Linked DNA regions of Sus scrofa: region 2 is linked to region 1. The links are chromatin contacts, called in public Hi-C maps. All regions are on one chromosome and are shown on one strand. Each heading gives the region's core, a stretch centred on a gene start, on an enhancer-like site or on the middle of the called end of the contact. The rest is flanking DNA. Distances are from core to core; before and after follow the strand shown.

The links. A called contact is a pair of places that touch in the nucleus more often than the background predicts.
Region 2: a contact with region 1 is called in a Hi-C map of fetal skeletal muscle, with 3 times the contacts expected there. The contact joins the promoter of SERINC5 here to the enhancer-like site in region 1. A contact is called at or near these places in 1 of 5 promoter capture datasets (fetal liver), 24 of 47 Hi-C or Micro-C datasets (adipocytes, blood, embryonic fibroblasts and 14 more) and 2 of 2 datasets of contacts at active chromatin or transcription factors (alveolar macrophages and skeletal muscle).

What each region holds. Positions count from the first base shown.
Region 1 is chr2:88,800,503-88,807,545 of Sscrofa11.1, reverse strand. No RefSeq gene overlaps it. Among named protein-coding and RNA genes, the nearest start is that of TRNAE-UUC, 45 kb to the right of the region's middle. Within about 2 kb of position 3,340, at least 2 of the 83 cell types and tissues checked have an H3K27ac peak or open chromatin away from gene starts, as enhancers often do. A contact at or near this core is called in fetal skeletal muscle, where this site is marked.
Region 2 is chr2:88,988,253-88,995,295 of Sscrofa11.1, reverse strand. It overlaps SERINC5 (serine incorporator 5), which reads left to right and starts at 3,219. Exons shown (of 12, transcript XM_021084491.1): 1 at 3,219-3,322.

The DNA.
Region 1 (7,043 bases), core at 2,091-4,590:
CACTTCTTTTTTTTTTTTTGTCTTTTTTTGTCTTTTGTTGTTGTTGCTATTTCTTGGGCCGCTCCTGCAGCACATGGAGGTTCCCAGGCTAGGGGTTGAATCGGAGCTGTAGCCACCGGCCTACACCAGAGCCACAGCAACACGGGATCCGAGCCGCGTCTGCAACCTACACCACAGCTCACGGCAACGCCAGATCGTTAACCCACTGTGCAAGGGCAGGGACCGAACCCGCAACCTCATGGTTCCTAGTCGGATTCGTTAACCACTGCGCCACGACGGGAACTCCCCTAAACCTCACTTCTTTATAGCACCTATTACTTTCTCTCTTGGAGACCGTACTCCTGGGTACAGTTGTGGTGGAGGCAGTTCTCTTGCCCTAAAGAAGTCAGAGGGACCAGAGCCTCCCCTCCTTGCACAGCTATGGGTTGAATACATGCCTTTGGCTTGGCCAGTTAAACTCTCTATCCTGGAAATTGTCTCTGATCTCCTTTTCTGGACTCTTATTAGATAGATACTAAGCCTTCCAGATGAGTCACCTTTTCTCTCCCATTTTCTGTTTATTTTGTTCCCTTTATTAGATAGCTCCTATATTTTATTTTCCAGGGGTTCTATTGATTTTAATATTTTAGCTATCATAATTCTAACTCCCAAGAGTTCTTTTCGCTTGTTGTTGCGTGGTTTTTTTTTTTTTTTTTTTTTTTTTTTTGTTCTTTGTATGGCTGAACCTGTGACATATGGAAGTTCCCAGACTAGGGGCTGAATCAGAGCTGCAGCTGCTGGCCTGTACCACAGCTGCAGCAAAGCGGGATCCAAGCCTGCTCTGTGACTTAGGCCATAGCTTGTAGCAACACCAGATCCTTAACCCACTGAGTGAGGCCAGGGATCAAACCTGCATCTTCACAGACACTATGTTGGCTTCCTAACCTACCACAACAGGAACTCCTCTTTTCTGTTTTCTGATTATTCCTTTCCTTCCCTAAAGATAGCATTCTGTTCTTGTTTTGTGGATGCATATTGTCTTAGTTCAATCAGGCTGCTAGAAAAAAAAGTACTGCTGACTGGGTAGCTTTTAAACAACAGCAATGTCTTGCTCATACTTGAGGAAGCTGGCAAGTCCAAGATCAAGGTGCCAGCCTGTTTGCCTTCAGGTGAGAGTGCCCTTCCTGGCTCACAGCCAGCACCTTCGCACTGGGAACACACATGGTGGAAGAGGCTGGGATCTCTCCGGAGTCTTTTTTTTTTTTTGGTCTTTTTGCCATTTCTTGGGCTGCTCCCGCGGCATACAGAGGTTCTCAGGCTAGGGGTTGAATTGGAGCTGTAGCCGCCGGCCTGCTCCAGGGCCACAGCAGCGTGGGATCCGAGCCGCATCTGCAACCTACACCACAGCTCACGGCAACGCCGGGTCCTTAATCCACTGAGCAAGGCCAGGGATCGAACCCGCATCCTCATGGTTCCTAGTCGGATTCGTTAACCACTGAGCCACGACGGGAACTCCATCTCCAGAGTCTTTTTTATAAGGCACTAGTCCTGTCAATGAAGGCTCCACTCTCATGACATCAACGCCTTCCAGAGGCCCTGCCTGCTAATACTATGACCTTTGGGGGTTAGGATTTCATCTTAAGCATTTAGGGAGGGCATAATATTTGGACTGTGGCACAGGTCTTCTCTGATTTCAAGGAGGGTATTATTTAGAGTTTCCAGTGTGCCTTTGATTCCTTTATAGTCTCTCTCGGACTCCTTTGACCTGCTTTTATTTTTATTGTTTGGTCTCTCACCTTTTAGAGTGAGGCATTGAAGAGCAAACTGAAAGCTTCCTGGGCATTCCTGCCGTATCCTTCCCTAATGAGCAACAATCATGATGTTCTTTCTCTGTTACACTTTTTTTCTCTGAGTCTTATTATAACACTTTCCATTGTTTGATATGTGCCATTATGTTAATGAGACTTACAATTTCCCCATTGTTTTGTTGGGCATAACATTTTTCCTTTTTTTTTTTTCTTTTGGAGGTAAATTTTGCTGTAAACATCTTTCCACATATGGCTTTTGTTTCCACCTAAATCATTGTCTGGAATAGATTCTGGGAGTGGAATTGTCAAGTCAAAACTTGTGAGCCTTTTCATCACTCCTTCCTCTGTGTGTTGCCAAATTTCTTTCCAAAGGTAGTGGATACAGTCTAATGTCAGCAGCAGCAAATGAGTACAACCCACAAGCACACAGTTTTCAAGTCTGTGTTTATTGTTGCTTCTTTTAAATGAACATAATAGAAGTCATTATTGTTTATATTTCATTATTGTTTAAATTTGTCTGTCTTCGGTTACCAGGGAGGTTGAAATTCTTTCCTATGGAGCTGGGCAAATTTCGCCTCGGGAAACATGAGAAAGCCCAGTGGATATAGAAAAACTCCTCAAATGATCTTCAAATGGAAGCAAAGGCAAAATATTCTATGCTTGTGTGTTGGCAGGGGTTCCTAATCTCTGTGTCATGAACTGGGCCAGGTTGACACCCTGAAATTACATGCAAAATGTGTCCGTATGCACAGCAGCAAAGCAGGGAGGGTCCTTGGCTTGCATCATAGTCTCACAAGAATCTGGACCTTAAGGCTCACTCTGGGGTGGGACTTGCTTGATTTGAAATCTCATTCTGCCAATTGCCAGCTCTATGATCTTGGGCAAGCTCTTAACTTCTCTGTGCTGTGAAGTGCAAATGATAACAATAGCAGCTATTTTATAGGATTGTTGTTGTGATTAAATGAGTTCACACAGGGAACGCAGTTTTATTAAAAAAAATTTTTTTTGCCTTTTCTAGGGCTGATCCCATGGTATATGGAGGCTCCCAGCTAGGGGTCTAATTGGAGCTGTAGACACTGGCCTACGCCAGAGCCACAGCAATGCAGGATCCAAGCCATGTCTGCAACCTACACCACAGCTCACAGCAACACCAGATCCTTAACCCACTGAGCGAGGCCAGGGATCAAACCCGCAACCTCAAGGTTCCTAGTCAGACTCATTAACCACTGAGCCACAACAGGAGCTCCGTAAGTAATGCATTTTTAGTAGTGTCTGGCGTCTGGTAAATGTTTAATAAATGTCTATTATTTAGAGCTATTATAATTAGAGCCTTCCCACAATACAATAGGCTACCTTGTGCAGCTTCTCAGGTCGAAAGTTTGTAGGTAGTGAGTTCCCTGTCACACGAGGTCTTTATGGAATGGATGACAACTGTCAGGGAGGCTCTTGAAACGATCCCTGAATGGGGAGGCACTCTAAGTTTCTGTGAATTAAATTTTCCCTCTGGGAGGGTGGCAGGGGTGAGACCAGCAGGCCTCCAGCTGGAGCGACAGCTGCGCTTGCTAAAATGGAAATACACTTATGAACGAGCAGGCTGTTTCAAGAACTGCTCCTGGCACACGCTTCTGAAGACGCCAAAGAGTCATTTGGAACAACCGAGTTGCTGCACCCTGAAGTGGGAATCATCCTTGGTGCCTGGGAACCCGGTAGAGTAGGGGGTTGTGGGTGGGGTGTTGGGGAGCAGAAGCTGACTGCTTCCAGTTGCTTCTCTGATGAACAGCACTTGATGCGCATTCACCAGTGTCTGTGACTGGGATGCAATGGTGGATGTGGGGCGGGGGTGAAGTTAAAACATGAATAGGACCCAGGACCACAATTCCCGAATGGTTCTAGTTTTCTTTTAATTTACTTTTATTATTATTTTGTTTATTTATTTATTTATTTATTTTATTTTTGTCTTTTTGCCTTTTCTAGGGCAACTCCCACAGCATATGGAGGTTCCCAGGCTAGGGGTCTAATCGGAGCCGTAGCCACCGGCCTACACTAGAGCCACAGCAACGCAGGATCCGAGCTGTGTCTGCGACCTACACTACAGCTCATGACAACGCTGGATCCTTAACCCACTGAGCAAGGCCAGGGATCAAACCCGCAACCTCATGGTTCCTAGTGGGATTCGTTAACCACTGCGCCACGACAGGAACTCCTCTTTTAATTTTAAATTCATTTTTTTAGCTGCACCTGCAATATATGGAAGTTCCCCAGCCAGGGATCAAACCTGAGGCACAGCTGCAACCTGTGCTGCAGGTGCGGCAATGCCAGATCCTTTAACCCTCTTCACTGGGCAGGAAATTCAACCTGCACCTCCACAGTGACCCCGGCCACTGCAGTTGGATGCTTAACCCACTGGGCCATGGCGGGAACTCCTCATTGTTCTAGTTTTTATTTTATTCACTAGACCTCTGCACTATTCTTGGAGGGCAGGTGAAGCCTGGCTAAGAGGTGGAGGCATGAGGATGGCTCGGGGATGCCTGGTCCAGAGGGACCTGGACATTGCTGTCTATGAGCACAGGGTATCCACTTAAGCAAGCTGCAGATTCCTTAGCTCTGGATCAAGTGACATCTGAGTGATCCAGGACAGAGGGAGCTTTGCTTCTGGTTGGTTTATCCAGAAGCAGACGTGGAGTTGCAGATTGGAGTACATGTTTATGTGGATGGAAGCCCAGGTAGGGGAGCAGAGGGTGAGGCAGGGAGAGGAAGGCAATTACCACCGAGGCCATGGCACCTTATCCTGCCAGGGGTTTGGGGTGGGGGGACAGAGAACACATCCCTCAGGGGCATCCCCTGCAAGGTGGGGGGCTGCTTGGAGCCTGTTCTGGGCGGGGGGGGGGCAGGTGGCGGTGGTGGTGGTCTTAGTTTCCCTGCCCTCCAAGCCCACGGCATGGGTAGAGAAAGTGGTCTCAGACTAGAGAAGGCTCTGAAATGAAGAGCCGTGGGTGCTGGCAGTTTGACGTCGGTGTATCATGAGGGCCAATGGAGATGGACCCCGAATGCACCTGCCACGGTGTTTGCAGTAGGAAGGTACGTTCCCCTGATGGAACCAAGGCCAAGCGTGTTTTGGGAAGCAAGGTGGATCCCACTGAGTGCTTTCTCAGCCGTTGACCCAGGGTCAACACAGAGGTTGGGGTGCTGACCCTCCTGCATGGTAGAAAATCCAGTATAACCTCACAACTGGCCCTGCTTGTGTGATTCTTCATCTGGGGATTCCGCCAACCGCAGAGCATGTTGTACTGTGGCACATATTTATTGTGGTATGTGTATAAGTGGACCTGCACAGTTTAAGCCTGTCTTTTTCCAAGGTCAAGATCAAGCTGTATAAACTTGCTGCTTTTTTGTGCTTCATGAAGGCAGCCAGCCAAGGAGGCACAGGTGGAGCTGAAGTCCAGCCTGGGTTCTGCTCAGAACACACTGTATGGGTCAGAGATACCCCGTGAGCCTCAGGTTCAAAGCCCCAGGGGGGATGAAGGCATGAAGGAAGGTGCGGGTGCGAGGAAGGCATGGAGAAGCCAAGCTGGGGCATTTGAGGTCCCAGGACGAGCTGCCTTTCACTGCTGGGTCTTCTCCATCAAAACAGGAGGGGTGGATGGCCTTCCCGGAGACCCCTGGAATTCTGTCATGTACATCCCATCAGCACTTTCTTTTTTTTCCTCTGCCTTTGTTTTTTAGGGCCCTACCTCAGCACATGAAAGTTGCTAGGCTAGGGGTCGAATTGGAGCTGCAGGTACCGGCCTGCACCACAGCCACAGCAATGTGCCTCTGGCTCTAAAGGAAATTTGTGGTTTTTTACCTCTGGGTTCCTCTTTCTCATTCCTTCCTCACACATGATGCAAAAATAGAATTACATTGAGTCTTTGCACTTTGCCCTCTCCATGGCCTCACTCAGCTACTGGGGAGAAGTGCCTGACGTTTCGGGGTGCCCAAGACCACCCCTCATTCAAGGACTTGCTAGGAGGAACATAGGCCTCCGCAGACAGCTGAATGCATAGTGAAGATTAATTTGGCAAAGGATAAGAGCAGATTCAGCAAAGGAAAAAGGTGCGTGGGGCAAAATCTCGAAGACGCTAGGTGCAAGCTTCTAGGATTCCACTCCCAGAGAAGTCACACAGGATGTGTTTAATGCCCCCCCCGCCACCCCAGCCTCTGGGCAAGGAGTTGCCACAACAGATGGGAAATACCCACCAGGGAGGCTCATTAGATTCAATACCCAGGTTTTCCCTGGGGGCTGGGCATGGGAGTGCGCTCTGCCTAGTGTGTCCCGAACTTACAGATGCCTGGGGGAAAGCAGGTATTCAGCGCAGCCACACTGTACAGTATGGGCCACACTCACCTGTTCGGGGAATGGAGGTGGCCCTTCCCCAAACCCAAGCTCTCAGGTACTAGCCAATGGCTAACTTGGCAAGCTGCATCCCCCACCCCCCTACCCTGCCAGGAATGACTTGATGTTATAAGACACTTAAAAATATAATTGATTGTAGAAACAAAGTAAAGCAGAATAACCCAATAGTCTTTGTAGTGGATGCAGAAAAAAAATTTTTTTTTCTTTCTTTCTTTTTTTTTTTTTTCTTTTTAGGGCTGCACCCATGGTATATGGAGGTTCCTAGGCTAGGGGTCGAATCGGAGCAACAGCCCCTGGGCTATGCCACAGCCACAGCAACACCAGATCCGAGCTATGTCTGTGACTTCCACCACTGCTCATGGCAACTCCGGATCCTTAACCCACTGGGTGAGGCCAGGGATCGAACCCGCAACCTCATGGTTCCTAGTTAGATTTGTTTCTGCTGTGCTATGATGGGAACTCCCAGAAAAAACATTTTTATCATTCAGCCTCTGTTCATGATCAAAACTGCAAGCAGGCTTTTGGGATAGCCATCTCAGGCCTGCTCTGTTATTTTGTTTCTGCACAATTGGTGCATGTTTTCTGTAACTATATAATAATTTCAGGTGGTGGAACCAGTGACCCCAGATTTGAATTTCGCCTCTGCCGTTTATGAAGGGGAGGTCCTTTGGCAAGTCCCTTTACCATTCTGTGCCTTGGTTTCTTCAGTTACAGAAAGGAATCTTCCCTCTCTTCCTCCCCCTCTCCTCCCCCACCCCCAGTGCTCCCCACCCCCCAAGTCATTGTCAGGATGAAAGGTAATGTGTACAATGTGTCCGGAATGCTCTCTAGGTCAAGTTAGTGCTAGTGATGATATTAGTGTA
Region 2 (7,043 bases), core at 1,970-4,469, 190 kb before region 1:
AGTTCCTCTTATCTGTCCTAACCTGCCTTTACGTCCTTCAAAGGAGTTTCATAATAACTGCAAATCAATGCCTTGGCCTTGAGCAAGCCAGGCCTCCCCTGTTCAAGCTTGTAGAGCCCTGGGTTCAAGGCCACAGTGCTGGTCAGAGAGAGATAGGAGCTGGTCAAGGAGTTCCTTTATCTGGGATGAACTACCAACATAAGGACTCTATTCCAGTCCTAGCAAAAAGTAAAAGATAAAATACAGGTAACCTCACCTTCCAGCCCAACTGCATTCCACTGCTCCGGGTGTATGTCTTATTTTCCTATCACTAGGTTGAAATCTGTAAACCACTACTGGTTTGTCTGTGTTCTGTAGAAGCAGTCCTCAAATATTTTTGCTAGCATACTCCAGATAAAAGGTTTTTTTGAAGTATGTACCCCTTTAGAGTTCCTATTGTGGCACAGCGGAAAGGAATCCTACTAGGAACCATGATGTTTCAGGTTTGATTCCTGGCCTCGCTCTGTGGATTAAGGATCTGGTGTTGCTGTGAGCTGTGGAGTAGGTTGAAGATGCGGCTTGGATCAGAGTTGCTGTGACTGTGGCGTAGGCCTGCAGCTGTTGCTCTGATTGGACCCCTAACCTGGGAACCACCATATGCCACAGGTGCAGCCCTAAAAAAGGAGAAAAAAAAGCATGTACTCCCTCACAGTGTTCTATTTTGATAACTAAAATTTCTCATCAAATTTCATTTAAGTACATAAGATATTATTATTGCATGTTAAAGTTTTGGCATAGATTTTTTATCATTCTTTTAAATTTAACTAATAGAATCTAAGTATTTAAAAAATTTTATTATAGTTGATTTACAATATTCTGTCAATCTTTGCTGTACAGCAAAGTGAGCCAGTTATACATATATATATATATATATATTCTTTTTCTCACATTATCCTCTATCATGTTCATAAGTGATTAGCTATAGTTCCCTGTGCTATATAGCAGTATCTCATTGCTTATCCACTCCAGATGCTATAGTTTGCATATACTAATCCCAAACTCCCTGTTCATCCTGCTCCCTCCCCCTCCCCATTGGCAACCACAAGTCTGCTCTCAATGTCCATGAATTTGTTTCTTTTCTGTAACAGAATCTAAGTATTATAGTGATTTCGATATGTTAATGATACCACCATTCGTTTAAAAGATACATAAACAAGCTTCTCTTTAACAATGGGAAATTTTATATCACTTTTTTTTTGAGGGGCCACACCCATAGCATATGGAAGTTCCCGGGACAGGGGTTGAATCTGAGCCTCAGCCTTGACCTATGCCACACTTGCAGCAACAAGGGATCCTTAACGCACTGTGCTGGGCCAGCAATTAAACCCGTGCCTTCTCCGTGACTCAATATCACTCCTTTTATTGCAATATAGTTGATTTACAACGTTGTGGGGGTTTATGTTTTTGTTTTTGTTTTTTCTTTTCTACTGCTGCACCTGCAGCATGTAGAAATTCCCAGGTCTGGGGTCCAATTAGAGCTGCAGGTGTGGCCAAAGATACAGCCACAGCAATGCTGGATCTGAGCCACATCCACGGCTTGCAGCAATGCTGGATCCTTAAGTCACTGAGCAAGGACAGGGGTCAAACCCATATCCTCACAGAGACAACATTGGGACCTTAACCCACTGCACCAAAACAGGAACTCCTACCTGTTGTATTAATTTCTGGTTTATATCACTGCTTATCCTTGAATTGATATTTCCAAGCCACCCTGCCTCCAAGTTTTATCTTAATATATGTATGCTTTAAAGGTTTTTTTTTGTTTGTTTGTTTGTTTTTGTCTTTTTAGAGCCTCACCTGTGGCATATGGAGGTTCCCAGGCTAGGGGTCAAATTGGAGCTACAGCTATTAGCCACAGCCACAGCTACAGCAAAGCCAGATCTGAGCAGAATCTTTGACCTACACCACAGCTCATGGCAATGCTGGATCCTTAACCCACTGAACCAGGCTGGGGATCAAACCTGCAACCTCATGGATACTAGTCAGATGCGTTTCTGCTGAGCCACAACGGGTACTCCTGCTTGAAATTTTTTTTTTTTCAATTCTTATGTCTTTGCAATAAAAATGTTTATATAAGTTGAAATTTTCATTTTAATTTCTTGTGACTATAAGCCTCCAAGTCTTATAAGTTAACAATTATTAATGACACAAAATTGGAATGTTAGGAGTTCCTGTCATGGCTCGGTGATTAATGAATCCAACTAGGAAACATGAGGGTGCCGATTTGATCCCTGGCCTCATTCAGTGGGTTAAGGATCTGGCATTGCCGTGAGCTGTGGTATAGGTCGCAGACGAGACTCAGATCCTGCGTTGCTGTGGCTCTGGTATAGGCTGGTGGCTACAGCTCCGATTAGACTCCTAGCCTGGGAACCTCCATATGCTACGGGTGTAGCCCTACAAAAAAAGAAAAATGAAATATTATACTTTAAAAGTTATTTGATACAGATTTTTTTTTTAACCTTATAGTATAAATGACTGTGTCAGGGTGGCTCACATGAATCACTCTTCAACTTTAGAGTCAATGTCCTTTTTTATCCCACAGCAGATCTCCGGGGCGTCAGGGCATTGGTAAAACATCATTTCCTAAAAAAGTGCTCCTCTCTGGGCTCAGGGGTTTTCTCCTCAGTTGCTGAAATCTGTTCTTTAGATTTTGAGGCTGGCACTTTTTGTTTTGACCAGAAGGTGTCAGGCAAGACAACTCTGGCAAGACTGTCACTTGTTAAGGGGGAGGTAGGAAAGAATTCCATGAAGCTAGGACACAGGACAGATAGAAAGTAGGGATCTGGAAATAGACTCTAAACTATCTATACCTTGGGTACACCTTAAATAGCGGCTCCAGATTGAAAACTATGGCTTACAAGAACAGTTCCCAAACTCAGGACTGTTTCACACTCTTAAAAATTGTGGAGGACACCAAATAGTATGTTTATTTGGGTTATAGCTATTTGCTGTTTGACTAGTTAAAACAGAAGACTTTTCAGTATTTATATGATTAATTTTTAAAAATAATAAACCCATTGGAAACAAAATTTTTAATAAAGTAACTATATTGTATAAAACAACTACTGTTTTACATTTTAGAAGACCTTTTTAATGTTTGCTTAATAGAAAGGACAGCTAGATTCTCATATGTGCTTCTTCTTTTTTTTTCCCCCATTACCACAAATTATGCAGTTGAGTTTCCTACATTTGGGAAATCACAAGGGTCAGAACATCCAGAGAGCACTGAATAAGCCTCGCCCTGGGAAAACCACCTTTGTGATCATGGTATTGCTCCTGCCAGGTAAGTATTCACATCTGCTTCTGCTTTCAATATGTTGTGACATACTGTTTTGGCTGAAGGATATGAAGAAAATTTGAACTCAGATACTCATTTGGGGAATTCCCGTTGTGACTCAGCAGGTTACAAACCCAGCTAGTATCCATGAGGATGCAGGTTCAATCCCGGGCCAAGCTCAGTGGTGGACTGCGGTGTAGGCTGGCAGCTGCAGCTTTGATTCAGCCTCTAGCCTGGGAACGTCCATATGCCACAGGTTCGGCCCTAAAAAGCAAAAAAAGAAAGGTACATACTTGGAAAAGGGAGACCCTTCTAGCAGTCATAAAGGAGTCTCAGGGATGGCTAGGTGCCACATTTTAACTATCACTGACCGAGAAAAATATCTGTACTTGTGTCACAGAAAATATACCTTATATCTTATTTATGAGCATAAATTTTTGTAGTAGCATTGTTTTTACTAACCAAAAACTTGAAGTAAAACAATACCCAATAAGAGGAGAATAGGTTAAAAAATGTATATGGTTTATATTCATACAATGAAATGTGTATTAGTGAAACTAAATAAAAACAGCTAGATGTATTAAGATGGATGTATCTCCCAAAACAGAAATGACTAAGAGAAGTCTAAAATAATACATATAGGATGATGCTGTTTGTATATGGTTAAAAACAGGCAAAACTAAATTCGTTAAAGTTGCATGCAATGGTGGTAAAACTATGAAATGAGGGAAGGAATGTCAATATTTCCTGGGTGGAGAAAGGACGATGTAATTGGAGGTGGGCACAGGGAACTTTTATAGGACAAAGTTTTATTTCATCTGGATGGAGGTTATGTGAGTGACAGCTTTTTAATTACACTTTAAACTGTACATATATGTTTACATACTCATTATAGCTATTTTTAACTTTACAATTAAAAATAAAAAATACATCATTTGCAATAACAATAAAGAACATACTCGGAGTTCCCGTCGTGGCGCAGTGGTTAACGAATCCGACTAGGAACCATGAGGTTGCGGGTTCGGTCCCTGCCCTTGCTCAGTGGGTTAACGATCTGGGCGTTGCCGTGAGCTGTGGTGTAGGTTGCAGATGCGGCTCGGATCCCGCCTTGCTGTGGCTCTGGCGTAGGCTGGTGGCTACGGCTCCGATTGGACCCCTAGCCTGGGAACCTCCATGTGCCGCGGGTGCGACCCAAGAAATAGCAAAAAGACAAAAAAAAAAAAAAAAAAAAAAGAACATACTCAAGAATATATTTAACAAAAACCTGTGTGGAGAGAGTGATATACCTTTTTTTTTTTGTTTTGTTTTTTTCTAGGGCGGCTTCCCACGGCATATGGAGGTTCCCAGGCTAGGGGTCTAATCAGAGCTGTAGCCATCGGCCTACACCACAGCCACAGCAATGCGGGATCCGAGCCACATCTGTGACCTACACCACAGCTCACGGCAACACCAGATCCTTAACCCATTGAGCAAGGCCAGGGATCGAACCTGAAACCTCATGGTTCCTAGTCGGATTCATTAACCACTGCGCCAAGATGGGAACTCCAAGAGAATGATATACTTTTAATGAACGTTGATAAAAAGATTCAAACAAATGGAGAATTATATTCTGTGTCCTTGGATAGAAAGTGATTCCTGTAAAAATGTCAACTTTTGCAATCTGAAAATTCAGTGAAATTCCAATAAAAATTCCAATAGGCTTTTCATCAGACTTTACAAGGTGATTCTCAAATTTATGTGAAAGAGCAAAGGGCCAAGAACATTTAAGCTACTCCTGAAGAAGGTGCCAAACATCAAGACTCATTCGGAGTATAGAATTTAAAAGAGAATATATAGGAGTTCCCACTGTGGCATGGTGGGTTAAGGGTTTGGCATTGCCACAGCTGTGGTGTAGGTCACAGCTGTGGCTCAGATTTGATCCCTGGCCCAGGAACTTCCATACGCTGTGGGTGTGGCCAAAAAATAAAAAAAGTAGGAGTATATAGTGCAGGGATAGACAATGAAATGAATGGAATGTAGTGAAGAGCCCAGGAAACAGATCCATACAAATATAAAAAATTTGACTCATGACTTAGAGAGTATTGCAGACAAATGGGAAAATAATAGACTATTTACAAAGAACAAAATATCTGAAGAAGAAATAAAGAAAACATTCCCATTCACAGTAGCATCAAAAACATTTAAAAATAATTAGTGGGGGTTCCCGTCCTGGCACAGTGGTTAACGAATCCGACTAGGAACCATGAGGTTGCGGCTTTGATCCCTGCCCTTGCTCAGTGGGTTAATGATCCGGCGTTGCCACGAGCTGTGATGTGGGTCGCAGACGCGGCTCAGATCCTGCGTTGCTGTGGCCCTGGCATAGGCTGGTGGTTACAGCTCTGATTTGACCCCTAGCCTGGGAACCGCCCATATGCCGCGGGAGCGGCCCAAGAAAGGGCAAAAAGACAAATAAATAAATAAATAAAAAATAAAAATAAAAATAATTAGTAATAAACTTAACCAAGGAGGTGAAGGATCTGCACACTGAAAACTGCAAGACTTTGATGAAAGAAACTAAAGAAAACATAAATAAATAGAAAGATATCTCATATTTATTTATTGGAAGAATTAATATCATTAAAATGTCCATAATACTCCCAAACTATCTATAGATTTGATGCAACCTCTTTCAAAATTCCAGTGATATTTTTCACAGAGATAGAACAGTCTGAAATGTTTTATGGACCCCTAACAGACCTTGAATAACCAAAGCAATTTTGAGAACAATGCTGGAAGCATCACACTTCCTGATTTCAAACTGTATTACAAAACTTTAGTAATCAAAACAGTATTGTATTGGGGGAGGAGAGAGGGAGTGAGATGGACTGGGAATTTGGGGTTAGCAGATGGCAAACTATGACATGTAGAATGGATGAGCAGGGAGTTCCCATTGTGGCACAGCAGAAACAAAACTGACTAGGAACCATGAGGTTGCAGGTTCGATCCCTGGCCTTGCTCAGTGGGTTAAGGATCCAGCGTTGCTATGGCTGTGGTGTAGTCCAGCAGCTGTAGCTCCAATTAGAACCCTAGCCTGGGAACCTCCATATGCCGTGGGTGTGGCCCTAAAAAGACAAAAAGAGAAAAAAAGAAGAAGAAGAAAGAATGGATAAGCAATGAAGTCCAACTGTATAGCACAAGGAACTATATCCAGTCTCTTGGAATAGACCATGATGGAAGATAATATGAGAAAAGGAGTATATATATAACTGGGTCACTTTGCTGTACAACAGAAATTAACACAACATTGCAAATCAATTATACTTAAAAAAAATATGGTATTGGCACAGAGATCAATAGAACAGAATAGAGAGCCCAGAAATAAACCCATACATTTATGGGCAACTAATAATTGACAGGGGAGCCAAGAATACTCCACAGGGAGAGGATAGTCTCTTCAATGAATGAGAAACCTGGATAATCATATGCAGAAGAGTAAGATTGGGCTTTTATCATATACCACTCAAAAAATAACTCATAGTGGAGTTCCTTGTGGCATAGCAGGCTAAGGGATCTGGCATTGTCACTGTAGCAGCTTGTGTCACTGCTGTGGCACAGGTTCAATCCCTTGCCCAGGAACTTTCATATACCGTGGGTACAGCCTCCCCTCCCCCAAATCACCTCACATCTAATAGTTAGAATGACTTTTATCAAAAAGAGAGAGATAACAAGCATTGGTGAGAATCTGGAG